4 separate regions of the Mus musculus genome follow, and regions 1, 2 and 4 are each linked to region 3. Evidence: chromatin contacts called from public promoter capture Hi-C data. All regions are on one chromosome and are shown on one strand. The core of a region is the stretch at or near the end of the contact, and the rest is flanking DNA. Distances in the headings are between cores, read along the strand shown.

Evidence for each region. Promoter capture Hi-C pulls out the DNA fragments that hold promoters and counts their contacts. Capture Hi-C pulls out chosen DNA fragments and counts their contacts.
Region 1: a contact with region 3 is called in a promoter capture Hi-C map of liver, with 5 times the contacts expected there. The contact joins the promoter of Mtres1 here to the promoter of Cep57l1 in region 3. A contact is called at or near these places in 1 of 39 promoter capture datasets (liver) and 2 of 9 other capture datasets (adipose tissue and liver).
Region 2: a contact with region 3 is called in a promoter capture Hi-C map of liver, with 5 times the contacts expected there. The contact joins the promoter of Ddo here to the promoter of Cep57l1 in region 3. A contact is called at or near these places in 3 of 39 promoter capture datasets (frontonasal cranial neural crest and liver).
Region 4: a promoter capture Hi-C map of pancreatic islet shows a contact between it and region 3. The contact joins the promoter of Rpf2 here to the promoter of Cep57l1 in region 3. A contact is called at or near these places in 2 of 39 promoter capture datasets (embryonic stem cells and pre-B cells), 1 of 484 Hi-C or Micro-C datasets (cardiomyocytes), 2 of 115 datasets of contacts at active chromatin or transcription factors (astrocytes and pancreatic cancer cells) and 2 of 9 other capture datasets (liver and pancreatic islet).

Annotation. Positions count from the first base shown.
Region 1 is chr10:43,539,301-43,542,405 of GRCm38.p6, reverse strand. It overlaps Mtres1 (mitochondrial transcription rescue factor 1), which reads left to right and starts at 1,388. Exons shown (of 4, transcript NM_026411.2): 1 at 1,388-1,466.
Region 2 is chr10:40,628,148-40,631,301 of GRCm38.p6, reverse strand. It overlaps Ddo (D-aspartate oxidase), which reads right to left and starts at 1,291. Exons shown (of 5, transcript NM_027442.5): 1 at 1,211-1,291.
Region 3 is chr10:41,808,587-41,811,849 of GRCm38.p6, reverse strand. Cep57l1 (centrosomal protein 57-like 1) reads left to right here and starts at 1,982. Exons shown (of 11, transcript NM_001243074.1): 1 at 1,982-2,062; 2 at 2,187-2,277. The coding sequence starts at 2,203. Sesn1 (sestrin 1) reads right to left here and starts at 1,276. Exons shown (of 10, transcript NM_001162908.1): 1 at 550-1,276. The coding sequence starts at 828.
Region 4 is chr10:40,245,696-40,248,766 of GRCm38.p6, reverse strand. Rpf2 (ribosome production factor 2 homolog) reads left to right here and starts at 1,728. Exons shown (of 10, transcript NM_023323.3): 1 at 1,728-1,814. The coding sequence starts at 1,792. It overlaps Gtf3c6 (general transcription factor IIIC, polypeptide 6, alpha), which reads left to right. Exons shown (of 6, transcript NM_026113.5): 6 at 1-1,066.

The sequences.
Region 1 (3,105 bases), core at 139-2,638, 1.7 Mb before region 3:
CTTTCGCTGCCAAGACTAAAAGACCTGAGTTCCCTAGGTCAAACATGATGGCAGGTGTTGACCTACAAGTAAATGCAACTGTGTATCCCTCCTGATCTCACAATGTCAACCGTGTAGATGTATCATTTCAGCATTTGAAACAATTTGTAGTTGTGCATTCCTCTTATACAAACACAATCAAGAAACTATTGTGCCAACTTAGGAGAAAGGAGCATCAATGAAAAGGCGGGGAACAGAGCTCACAGACTTGGAAGGGAAACGTCTGAAAAAGAAGAAAATCAGGAAGGCTACTTCTCGTTTAATACAGCATATATCCCAACAAACGTTAACGCAAACATATCTAAACCTGGGCTCCAGAGGGAAGGGCACTGGCTGCTCTTCCAGATGAGCCAGATTCCATTCCCAGCATCTGCATGGTGGTTAGCAACCATCTGTAACTCCAGTCCCAGGAGATGCAATGCCCTCTTCTGGCCTCCTTCAGCATAGAGGCACATGGTACATGCAGGCAAAGACACTCATACACGTAAAAGTATTTACGTTTTAAAAACAAACAAACAAAACAAAACAAAACAAAAAAACAACTTTTGTGAAACTGACTGTACTCTAGTGTCTGGGCTATATTCCATCTGACTCCCAAGGTTTGTTTTCACTGGTTCCACTAAACCGTGTTTTCCTAGACTCTAACCCCTGTCCAATCACTTCTGGCATGGCAAGAAAACTGAACGAAAACGGTGTGACTTAGTTTTTTTTGGGGGGTGGGGGGTCAGGGGTTGATATATTGAGACAGGGTTTCATGTAACCCAAGCTGGTCTCAAGCTTGTTATGTAGCCAAAGACAGGTCAAGTGACTTACTTGATCTTTCTGCCTCCACTCCCCCAATGATAGGATCACACCCAATGTGAGGTATTTTATTTATTCCCATTTATATTTATTTCTTTGTAGCTCAGCCTGGCCTCGAACTTCCTAGTCATGTACCCAAGGAAAACCTTGAACCCCCATTCTTCCTACCTCGGTCTCTCCAGTGTTGGGATTACAGCGATACACCTACACACGGACGGGTTAGAAGTAAACTCTTATATTCTGTGATGTTAAGACAGTTTTCTGGAGACAACATCTATAACTCACTAAGAAGTTCAGGGCTTTGGCTATTCGAGAGAAAGAACTTTTGCTTCCAAACCAAATTCTTCTGGAACTGGCTGCCAAGCTCAGCGGGCCTGGGATGGGCCTCCCACGTCCCCTCTCCCCCCCCCCCCCCCCCCCACCTCACTTCCCCACACCCCGACCTCAACAGCGTGGTCCTCCAAGGCGCCGCGTCCAGCAGGGGACGCTGTGAGGCCACCACCGTGCTCAGATGCGCCTAGGGGTCCACTCTCTGCGTAGGCTGGGGCGGAAGAGGCGGGGCAGGTGCGGAGGTGGCTCCCGCCTGCGGTCGGCGCGGTCCGGGGAGGGACCAGCGGACTGCGCAGGTGAGTGCGCCCCTACTGGCCCGCCGGCTCAGCCCCTCGCCGGGCGCTTCGCCCTCGGCTGGCTTCTGCCCTGCGGCGCTCCGGCCGTGTCTGCGAACCCTTCCCGTTCCGCAGAGTTGGGGTTGCCTAGGGACGCCTCTCGAACCCCGGGACCGTGGGAATTAAGCTGGCCCAGGCTGTGCGTCCCCGGACTTGGGTGCAGCAAGCTGCAGACACACTGACTCGGGGCTGGGCGGCGTGGGAGTGTCCAGTTTCCTTTGACCTTGGGGGACCTGGGGAAGGTTCGGGATGGGAGGGCTCCAGGGGAACTCGATCTTGTGTAGAAGTCCGCTTCCGACGTCCGCAGAAGGGAAGGGTTTCGTAGCTGTAGACCCAACCAACTGGAGGCCAGGCCCGGGTCTTACAGAGCGGTGACACGCTAAGGAACGTGGATCCACTCCCAGCGTAGTGCAGGTCAAGGACAGCTTTGCCTGTGTATCCTAAACACTGCTCTTCTGCCAGTCTTAGCCTTCGTTATAGAGTCTATAGCTTTATAGAAATCTCACCCGAAACGAACCTTACGGGCTTTCTTTCCTAGTCATCTCTAATGCAAACTGCCGTCAAGGAGATTTTTTCATATGGACTCCTGCCGGGTTACTTTCCTACTAAAACTCTCTGTATCTCTCGTGCCGTCTGGGTGACCTCCAGACTTAGGTCTATAAGACTTTTTTAAGGCGGCCTCGTTGTGACTGGCTTCTTACTTTTATAGTGAACGATGTCCTTGAACACGTGAGCTCCTGCCTCTTTCCCAGATGCTTGAATTATAGGCTTGCAACAGCGTTCCTAGCTTCTGCAAGTTTTTAATTACCAGGCACTATTTCTGTGCACGTGAGATAAATAAAACAGGGATGAAGAAGAAGTCTAGTCTTGTGGAGTGTATGCACATGCAGACAGCATCTGGTAAATTACACAGCAGCCTGTGATTAGCTCTGGGGGTGGGGTAAGTGTGGTAAAGGGGACCGATTGGCAAGGTGGAGTTGCGTTGGAATAGTTGGAATGGAATGGGTAGGCCCCGCTGAGGGGATGTGTTTGAGTCTAGACTTGAAGGTGAGTTTCCTTGCAGATACCTAAGTGAGAGTGTTCTAGGCCTGTCTGGAACAAAGGTCCCTAGTTTGTCCAGAATGTGTCCCCCTAGTTTCATGTGTTAGGAATTTGGTGCAGTACCTTTAGGAAGAGCAGGGCCATGAAGGTTCTTTCTGAAGAATGGACAGTCGGTATTAGTGGGTATTAAGGGAGTACGTGGCTTTGTTATGAAAACAAGCTCTCTCTGGCATGCTTACACCATCCTTATCTTCCACCTTGTGATGCAGCAAGAAGTCCTTTCACCAAATGGCAGCTTCTAAAGGGCAGAAGGGAAGGGGAGTTTGTTTAAGGGGAGAAGAGGGTTAGAGGCAGTTGACTTGAATTTCCCAGACTCTAGAGGCATGAGTAAAAAAAAATCTCTATCCTTTATAATCACCCCAGCTCTAAATCAGTTGTAGCCATGGAAAACACTCTTTAAGGATAGCTGCTTGTGTGTAAGGACCATGAAGACTAGTGTCAGTGCGGCAGGGGCTGAAGCTGACCAAGTAAGACAGACACGGTTGTCACTGTTCAGGTT
Region 2 (3,154 bases), core at 42-2,541, 1.2 Mb after region 3:
CCTAACTTTTTCCCTATGGGCACATTCTAGGGACTGCTGAGGAGGTAAGCTAGTCCTGGGAAGCAGCCGAGCTGTGACTTCTGCTCCCGGGACTCTAGGGAGCAGACACAGAGGTCATGTCTGGCTGCCACAGATGATTGCATAACAGGAAGAAATGGCCGCGGTCCTTTAGCCTCTGTGCCTTCACCTGAAGACAGCACCAAATGAATTCTTATTAGCCTCTTTGAGTAGTAAACGGCAGGCCGCTGAGGCTGTCTCCCAAATAGATCCCCTGTGGGAGGATGTAGGGAAAATGTAGATACCAGGCGCCTGCGCCAGGCACCCCAAGGCTGACATCTTGTGTGGAAGGTAGAGAGAGGGGCAAAGATGTCAGTGTCCTCCACGCTCTCCGCAGAGGCAGCAGGAATCTGTTACTTGGTGCTGACCTGTCAGCCTCCTGCCCGCCTTCACTTCTTTGTCTTACTATGTGTGCTCCATGCCCAACTCCCTCTATCTGGCTCAATTCCAGATTAAGGAGAGTGGACAAAACGTAATTATTCCAGTTAGTTATAGCCATTCCTTAGGGGTAAAGTTCTCTCAGCCAGCTGCTTGTGTTGTTAGCCTAAATCCCACCCACCCCTGGTACAATCCCTTCTTGCAACAGGCAGTGAACAGGGCATCAGGCCAGGTGAGGTTAGCCATGGCAGACATCATGAGGTCTGGCTATGAGTGGTTCTCTGCCTCCTCCCTAGCTCCACTTGACTCCCACTCCGTGAGCCTTGAAGCCTTTTCAGGGAGGTTTAATGTGCGCTTCTCCTCCAACTGAGCCGTGTGCGTTTCTGAGCAGGTGAGCTGAGATGTCAGACTGCCAGGGTTGAAGAAAGACAAGAGAAGATTCCCAGCAGGACACAGTCCAGTGGGGAAGGCTGGGAGAGGGAGGTCCTGGACTTGTTTCCAGAGGAGGTAATAGAAGACAGACGGCCATGATCTTACTAGTTGCCTATCTAGCAGCCTTGCGCCACAGCTCTAATAAGTTAACACTAGGGTGAAAAGCAATCTGTGGCTAAGAATAACCAGCTGCCAGTGGAGTGGAAAGAGAGCCAGAAACATAGGGCATGTCCTGATATAGTGTGACCTATCAATCTCTGGCCCCAACCCCACCAAGACACACCCCTAAAATCCCAGAGTGCATACAGAACGACCCTAGAGCAAAGAGTGAGGATTCAAATACCTGTCTCTGAAAAAGCAGTCTGGTATCCACCGGAGGTCCTGGCACCAACACTTGTTTTCCAGTGACCTGTTAGCCTGGTCTCCTAAGAGACAGGGAAAACAAAACTCCTTCCCATTGGGGAAATTATTAAGGACACTCTCTCTAAGCTTACCCTCCATTGGTCCATGCCACAGTGTCTGCCTCTGACTCCCCAGGAGAGAGGCACGTGTAAGCTCTGTGGAACTGCCTCTCTGCCAAGCCTGCAGGGGAAGTTTCGTCCTCTATGACCTGTCTTTGTCTGGCTTTCAAGAACTTCAGCTTGCCACCAGCCTGGAGTTTCTCCGGCTGATTTGTTTGCATGGCAAATAAATGGGTGGTCTGTCTGACTTCCAAAAAGTCCCAGCTAGAACCAAGCACTCGTTTCCCCTGCCGCATTGTTCAGAGTTGTTGATAGCTGAGATGCCGGCCTGGTGGCAGATGGAAAATTTATTCAGAAAATAAGTTAGGATGAACCAAATATTTATAGAAGGGAACTGGTATTTGCTGAGTGTCACCTCCTCAGAAACACACACAGCTCAGTAGTAGGAAAAGCCCACATTAAACCTCCCTGAAAGTCATTTGATTCTAGAGACGTAATTGGTTGTATCACAATAGCTATAATATATCTTAAAGATTTGTTTTACATTTAAATTGCTGTGGTCTGTTGGTCTGTGGTCTATTGCATGTTGTTCTCACATGCACGCAGTGCCCATGGAGGCCAGAAGAGGGCACCAGATGTCCTGGAGCTGGAGTTATAGGTGGTGGTGCGCCACCTGATGAAGGTGCTGGCAATTACATGTGTTAATCGCTGAGCCATTTCTCCAGCCCAGATAATATTTAATAGAATAATATTAACCACGTTAATATACTAATAAGAGATTTCGCTTTAGCCATGACTGTATCACCACGTAACACCATTCTCTTGTGAAATGAGACGTATCCTCCTTATTCTACAGATATAAACCGAGGCTCCAAGACATGTGGAAAAGCCCATGGTCTCTTGTGTGATAAAGGCCATTCTGTGTAGCAGACTCCCTATGCATGCTCTCAGCCAAGCAGAGGTCCTCTTTGTCAAAGCAGGGTCCTCACTATCTTATCTTGAGCAAGTCAGAGGCTGTCTCAGTCTGTCTTCCCATCTGAAAAGGAGAGAAAGATGATTCCTTTTGCATGTGGCCATGAGCCTCTGGTGAGCTCAGCTAGGTACGATTTTATACAAGGCTGTCTGGGTGTCAAAATGGAAAAGAAAGGGCATTGTCCCTTCAGTCCACAATCCCAAAGTCACAGAAAATGGAACAGTTCTGTGTCTAGGGGAATGGGTTCTTTCTCCACACACATCCAGCAACCAATATAGCAGACTCTCCAGCAGACACATCCGGTTCAGCAGGATTCTCTTTCAATTCTGGCACCTTCTACCTGAAGATGGTATCTGGTACCACAGGTTGGAGGCTCAGGTCTTAAGACTTACCCCTTATCAAAGGTCAGATGCATATCTCAAACCTCGGGTTGTGCCCTGTGCCTTGGGTCCCACCACAAATTTGGGGTTCTAGGTTGCCCACACTGGGTTCAATTCGTTTGCTGCAGTACCTCGTAGAACTCAGGAGAGCTTAGTCTGATATAAAGGCTGCAAAGAAACCACTAACCCTGGTGTCTTAGTTAGGGTTTACTGCTGTGAACAGTTACCATGACCAAGGCAACTCTTACAAGACAACATTTAACTGGGGCTGGCTTACAGGTTCTGAGGTTCAGTCATTATGGTGGGAAACATGGCAGCATCCAGGCAGGTATGGCTCTGGAAGAACTGAGAGTTCTACATCTTCTTCTGAAGCCAAACAGAAGACTGGCTTTCAGACAGTTAGGATGAGAGTCCTAAAGCCCACACCCACAGTGACACACTCCCTACAACAAGGCCACACCATCTCCCACAAA
Region 3 (3,263 bases), core at 733-3,232:
ACAAGAGTTACCTTCTTTATGACTTAGGCTGTTTTTTATTATTGTTTTCTAGTTCTGTTTTAGGATGCTTTTAGAAAATGAAATCCTGTCTTTGTTAAAGAGCCAGAAAAAAATTATCCTGCCAGTTACTCTGAACAAATAGGAAATATTTCATGCAACTCCTCATTTTTGAGGCTTTCAGTGTGAAACTTTCCACACCATAACAATGTGAAAAGCGCACTGGCTACACTTGGCAACAAACAGAAAAAAAATGACAAAGACTGGATTTTAATTAACCAGACCTTTCATATATATTATATTCCACAGACAATGCCATTTCTACCCAAAAACACCATAAAAACAATTCCTGTTCATCTATTTTTGAAAACCGTTTTTAGTTTAGCCTGTTCCATTTGGGCCCAACATTGAACGTTTTACAGAACCCTCTAATGCCTAGTGATGTCATTATTAACAGCTAACCAGTTAGACTACCCCCATGGAAGCAAAAGCGACGGGAATAACTAAGTCAAATCACATCGGCTAGTTAAGTCACTCTAAAACTGCTCTTACCTCGACGCTCTTCAGAATGAGCCCGCTTCTCTCTCGCACATCTTTAAAGGGACATCTCTTAGAGAGCATAAGCAGATGAGCAAGAAGTTTATTCATCCCATCCAAAGAAACCGCGTTTGAAAGTCCGTCTGAAGGTCGGGAAAGTGTCTCTTTCGCTGAACGAAGGTATTCGGTTTTTCTCAAAACGATCTGCCTAATGTTTTCCAGTGCTGTCTCTCTAGTAGTCGTGTCTCTGCTGCACAGTCCCTCCCATCTCGCTTCATTCTCTCCTTCAGCCATGACAATCAAGAGCTTTTTCTTTTTCAGCGTTTAGTCAGTTACCTTTCAGCATTCCCCCAAAGCAGCCCGTCGTTTGTTTGTTTTTTAAACAAAAAACAAAAACAACGAGAAACGCTAAGAATAAAGTCAGAGAAATCCAGCCGTCGTGAAAGCAGGCGTCTGGATGGCACTGGGAATCACACGTGCTTTTTAAAGTTGATGCTTTCAAATCGATCCACAAGGCGGATCACCCAGGCACCCTCTCCTACACGAGGGCAGTCTTCTGACAGAGATTGAAAAGAACAAACTTGGAAAGTTGCAATCTCACAGAGCTGGTTAGCTGGACACAGAGTCCCGGGGAAGTGTTCTCTGTGTCGCAGGGTCAGCGGATATCCTCACGTTGTGGAGCTGTCAAATCCGTGCTTGGTCCCAAAAGGCTGGTAAACAGTAGAAGGTTCTCCAGCCATTCGATTTTTTGTCTGTGCAGCGGCTGGTTCTCGACCGTTCCCACCCCGCCCTCCTCCGACACCAGTCTCCGCCCCCCTCGGCTCCTCCTAGCGCCGCGGCAGGGCAGCGGGCGGGTGCTGGCGGGGTAGGCGGTAGACCCTGGCCCTTAGCTGCTGGGGCCCGAGGCTCCGGTGCTCCGGGGGAGCAGTGTCCGCCAATCACAGTGTCAGCGGCGACTAAGGGCGGCGTCCCCAACCCTGCCGGTTCTTGTCCCCCGGGGTACGCCGATGCTCCTCTTACTCCTCTGTCCTCGCCCACCTCCGCCAAGCCAGAGGGCACCCCGCAATCCAGCAGTCATCGAGCCCAGGGCTGCACGGCTGAAGCAAAGGGCCCCAGGCACAGAGCCCGCCCCTTCGCCCAGCCCCGTCGGTGGGGATCGGCCCAGAGGGCGGGAGCAGGGAGGGGAGACGGGGTCCTCACCCCCAGCCCCTCCCCTGTCCCCGCCCGGGACCGCCGGGAGCCGCCCCTGCCCCATGCCTGCCTCTCCGCCCAGGCACACGCGACCCGCAAAGACAGCCATTGGAAGCAGCCCCGCCCTCGGGCAGAGTACCTCCGGACCCCGAGTCCAGCGCGCCACTGACTAAGACCGGCTGCTGCGCATGCGCGACGCCGGCCAGGGCGCATGCGCTTTCCGCGGTGTTGTCCTTTCTCGACGTTTGGAGGCGCTGGTTTGAAGAAGGGGAAAGAAAAGTAAGGAGTACAGATGCCCGGAGATGTTTATCGAACAAGAAAAGCCGAACAAATAAAGGTGCTCTATAGTATTCCAAGTAGAAATGGGATAGAATTATGAGTGACAGCCAAGCAGGCAGGGCTTTGCGTTGGCTTTTGGGAAATGTAGTTGTAATGCTAACTACGCGCTCTGTTTGCGACAGAAACTACAATTCCCAGATGCCACCGCGACACTTGTCTTTGCCCGCGAACCAACGGTTCTGGAGGCCGTGGTTAACTGGGAGCGTCCATCTGGTAAGCGTGGTAGGCTTGGTTGTGACCCGTTCAGTGAAAAAAAATTTTTTTTTTCCCCTCGGAAACTCTGGTGCCGACGCCATCTGGGATTGCTTCCTTTCCGTCGTGGCTTGCCGGGAGAGAAATAGTGCAGGTGCTCAACACCTTTGGTTGGGTGACTGAGGCAAGGATTTGGGGATCATTGTTTGGAAGGCCAAGGAGCAGCCTTAAGACAGGCAAACTGGAAAAAAAAAAAAAAGAAAAGAAACAAAAAAGCAAAACAAAAAACCGACGCCGCTGCTTCTGCTGTCCTCTTGCACATAGGCCCGTGCTGAATGGATTAGGAATCCCTAAGCGTTGCCATTGCACCTTTGCCCTTACAGGGATCTGTTTTGTGCTGTCTTTGCTCAGTCAGATAGCATCCGAAGGGGATCTTTGAAAGCAAGTCTCTTGTGTCTGAGACTGAAAAGAACTTCAAATGTCCTTAGGTTTGGAAGGTTCTGTATGAAAAGAAGCCTATAAAAACCTCCTAAATGTGTTATCTTTGAACGATATGGTCATTTCTCTAAAGGTGTTTTTGGAAGGTTTTTAATAGACTGGTAATCGGATTCGATTTTAATCCTTTGTTTTACAAAGTAAACATAGTCATAAAATATTAATCTGGAACTAAAGAGATGGTGCAGTAGTTAAGAATTGTTCTTATACAGTACTTAAGTTCGATTCTCAGCCCCAACTTGGCAGCTCACAGCCATTCATAACTTTAGTTCCAGAGGATCTGATGACTTCTAACCTCAGTAGACACCAGGCATAAACCTGGGGCACAGGCATACATGCAAACAATACACTCATTGAAAAATCCAAAACCATAAAAATTAATGAGGCTTTTAACATGAGAAAAGTGTAACAATAACTTTTATTCTCCTGCTGTAATTGCTGTCTGGAGGCTTACTGCCTCCATCAGCTAATCTAGGCCCAATCCTGCAAGCTTCTAGCTTCTGTAAAGGCCT
Region 4 (3,071 bases), core at 479-2,978, 1.6 Mb after region 3:
TGTGTTTTAAAGTCATCCTGTGAAGAATGCAATAAGTCAGATGACTTTTTTTTTGTACAACAGATATTATATATCTGGGTTTTGTGGTTTTTTTGTTTGTTTTGTTTAAATCACAGATGAGTTCCTAGAGGATACATATTCAATGTCATCTAACCTAATCCAGTTCTGAAGTTCTGATCCTTAGTCAACCTGGACTTAGTGTCAGATCCACAGCCCCATACCATCGTGCCATCTCTAGTCTACATGCTAATCTCAAGTAGTTCCCCAAGTTACCCACCGCCTCTGACTTGCCTACAAACTGAATGTTCCCACAATGCTTTTCTCACCTTCAATTGCTTGCTAGCACAGCTCATAGAACTTGGGAAAAGGAGTTTGTTTACCAGATGGATTTATTGCTTATTTATTTTGAGACAGTGTCTTAAATAGTCCGGTCAGACTTGGACAGGAGTTTGTGCCTAGGACGGTGTATATAGTTAAGTGCTATACCACTGAGACTGCCCAGGTAGCTCCAGCCAGGCCTTTAAAGCTATTTAGAAGCCACCTTCCTAACTTGCCATTATCCATCCCAATATGCAAAAAGATGGATTTCCTGGAATGGCAGGACATGCCTTTAATCTTGGTAGGCTATGCATTTAGTTCCAGTGGTCCATAGGGAAAGGCAGCATCTCAGGTTCTACACCAGCACGGTCAACAGCTCTATGCCAGCACTGGCTGCATTTCAAGATCCTCACCCCAAAACAGAGCACACAAATGCACAGACCTTGCAATGGTAAATTAGGTCACTTGTGGTGGCAAATGACTGTAATTTTTGTCACTCAAGTGGCAGAAACAACACAGAATTCAAGATCCCGGTGATCTATATAGCAAGTTACAGGCCAGAGAAAGTGATGTAGAGAAACCCTGTCTCAAAACAAAACTCAAAATTTAATAAAGTCAGACCCAAGACTGCACACTATGAGATTCAATTCATACTATGTACAGCAGACTAGGCAATTCCAGGCAACACCGTGCCACTCGTGGATGGGTATGTGAGCTCTTTGAAGTAATAAAAGTATATTGCATGAGATAATAGTTGATGGTTGCATCTAAATCCCTACACAGCCTGATCTTCCAGCCTTCCTTTCTAAAGTACTGAGATGCCAGGACTGCAGCCCAATGCTGAGTTCTTTGATGTGTGTGTGTGTGCGCGTGCACCTCATTGTGGAGTGGAGGTTGAATTTTTAATTTTCAATTCTGCCCTCTCCTCCCCCAATGCTGGTGTTACTGCCTTCACGGCTGTGCTGGCTTCAGTGGCTTTGTGAAGGCACCCAAACCAATGAATTGTACACATTACCAGGTGTATTTTATATAACTATATGCAAGTTATATGACTGAGACTTGAGAGAAAGTCACGATGAGCAGTATTCTTCGTGTATCTTTCATGTAGAAGGCGAGGGGTTAATCAAGCTGCTTCAACTGCTCTCCCAGTTAATGGCGTCCTTTTCATAGCAGTACTTTTGGTAACTGAGTACCGTACCTCCAACCTTTCTAGCATTCTGGTTATTTCCCTGAAAAGGAACACTTGCCTCCCAAATCCTCGACTAAGTCGTTTACTTTCCGGAGAACAATCAAACAACGTTCCGTAACCAAGGGAGACGGAACGCCATGCCTTCCCAAAATGGCCGCCAGCGCGGACAGCCGGGCTGTCCATTGAAGTGGTATTTCGCACTTCCGGCACCGTCTCTTCCGGCGCTCGCGGCGGCTTCCCGGAAGTAATCGGTACACGTGCATTCGCTAAGGGATCTTGCAGCTATGGATGCTTTGGACAAAGTTCTGTAAGTGTGTGGGGCGCGATGGCGTGGGGGCGAGTCTCCCGTGACCTCCGACGCGGTCTTCCCGCTGTCGCTCTTTCCGGTCGTGCTTTGCTAGTGGTCCCTGGGAAGGAGTCGGCTCGGCCGATTCTCCGTCCCGAATCGCCGCTGGGGAAGCCGTGGTGGCAGACCGCGGGCGGTGGACTGGAGCGAGGGCGGACGCTGTGATCGGCTTATGACCTCGCCGCTGATAGATTCTGAGCTGTGAGAATGGTGGTGGCCTCGGAATCTGACAAGAACCAGGCGACAAACTGGACTCAAAGTTTTGTCACTCTGGGCATTTGAACAGCCCTAAATCAGTTTACCCTGTAAAAAATAGCTGTCACAACAGCCGTGTGTCATAGAACTGTAGAGAGCAGTGTTTGCCACAACAGGTACAAAATGGGAATTTTTCTTTTCCTTCCAACCTTGTACACTTCTGCATTTCCCTGAGTGATGGTTACGTTTGTTCAAAAAATACTTATTGAGTTCCCAAATGCTATTGCATTGGTTCTTACAGTTTTCTGCTACTTAAGTAAATATGTAGTGTAGACGACAGTTTCTTTTTAGTCATTAATGAATTTTGTGCACCTACTATGACTAACTAGTAAGGTGCTATTTATATTGATAACTGGTTAGTCAAATTGCATAAAGACACGGGCTGTAAAGTGTATAAAAACAGTGTGTGCCTTGATTTAACTCAATAAAATGTGTACATCTTTGACTGACTATTAAATGACTAACTTGGGTTTTTTTTTTTTTTGTTTGTTTGTTTTTTCGAGACGGGGTTTCTCTGTATAGCCCTGGCTATCCTGGAACTCACTCTGTAGACCAGGCTGGCCTTGAACTCAGAAATCTGCCTGCCTTTGCCTCCCAAGTGCTGGGATTAAAGGCATGTGTCACTACTGCTCAGCCTAACTTGGTTTTATACATGACATTTCATTGGAGGAGAATTTTTAAATTCTATGTGGGAAATTAAGGTGTATGCATATTTTGGGTTTTCTTTTATTTTTTTCTTTCTTTCCTCTCCCTTTCTCCTTCCTTTCCTTCCTCCCCTCCCTACCTCCCCTTTTCTTTCTCTCTCTCTTTCTCTCGCTCTCTTTTTGTCCCTCCTCCCTTCTTTTTTTTCTCTCTTTCTTCTTTCCCTACCTGTCCCAAGACTGGGAAATGGAGGGTTATTTTTATTTGAGAGAGGAGAAATTTTGTTCATAGAAAACTGTGAAAAGTATCATGTTTACTGCA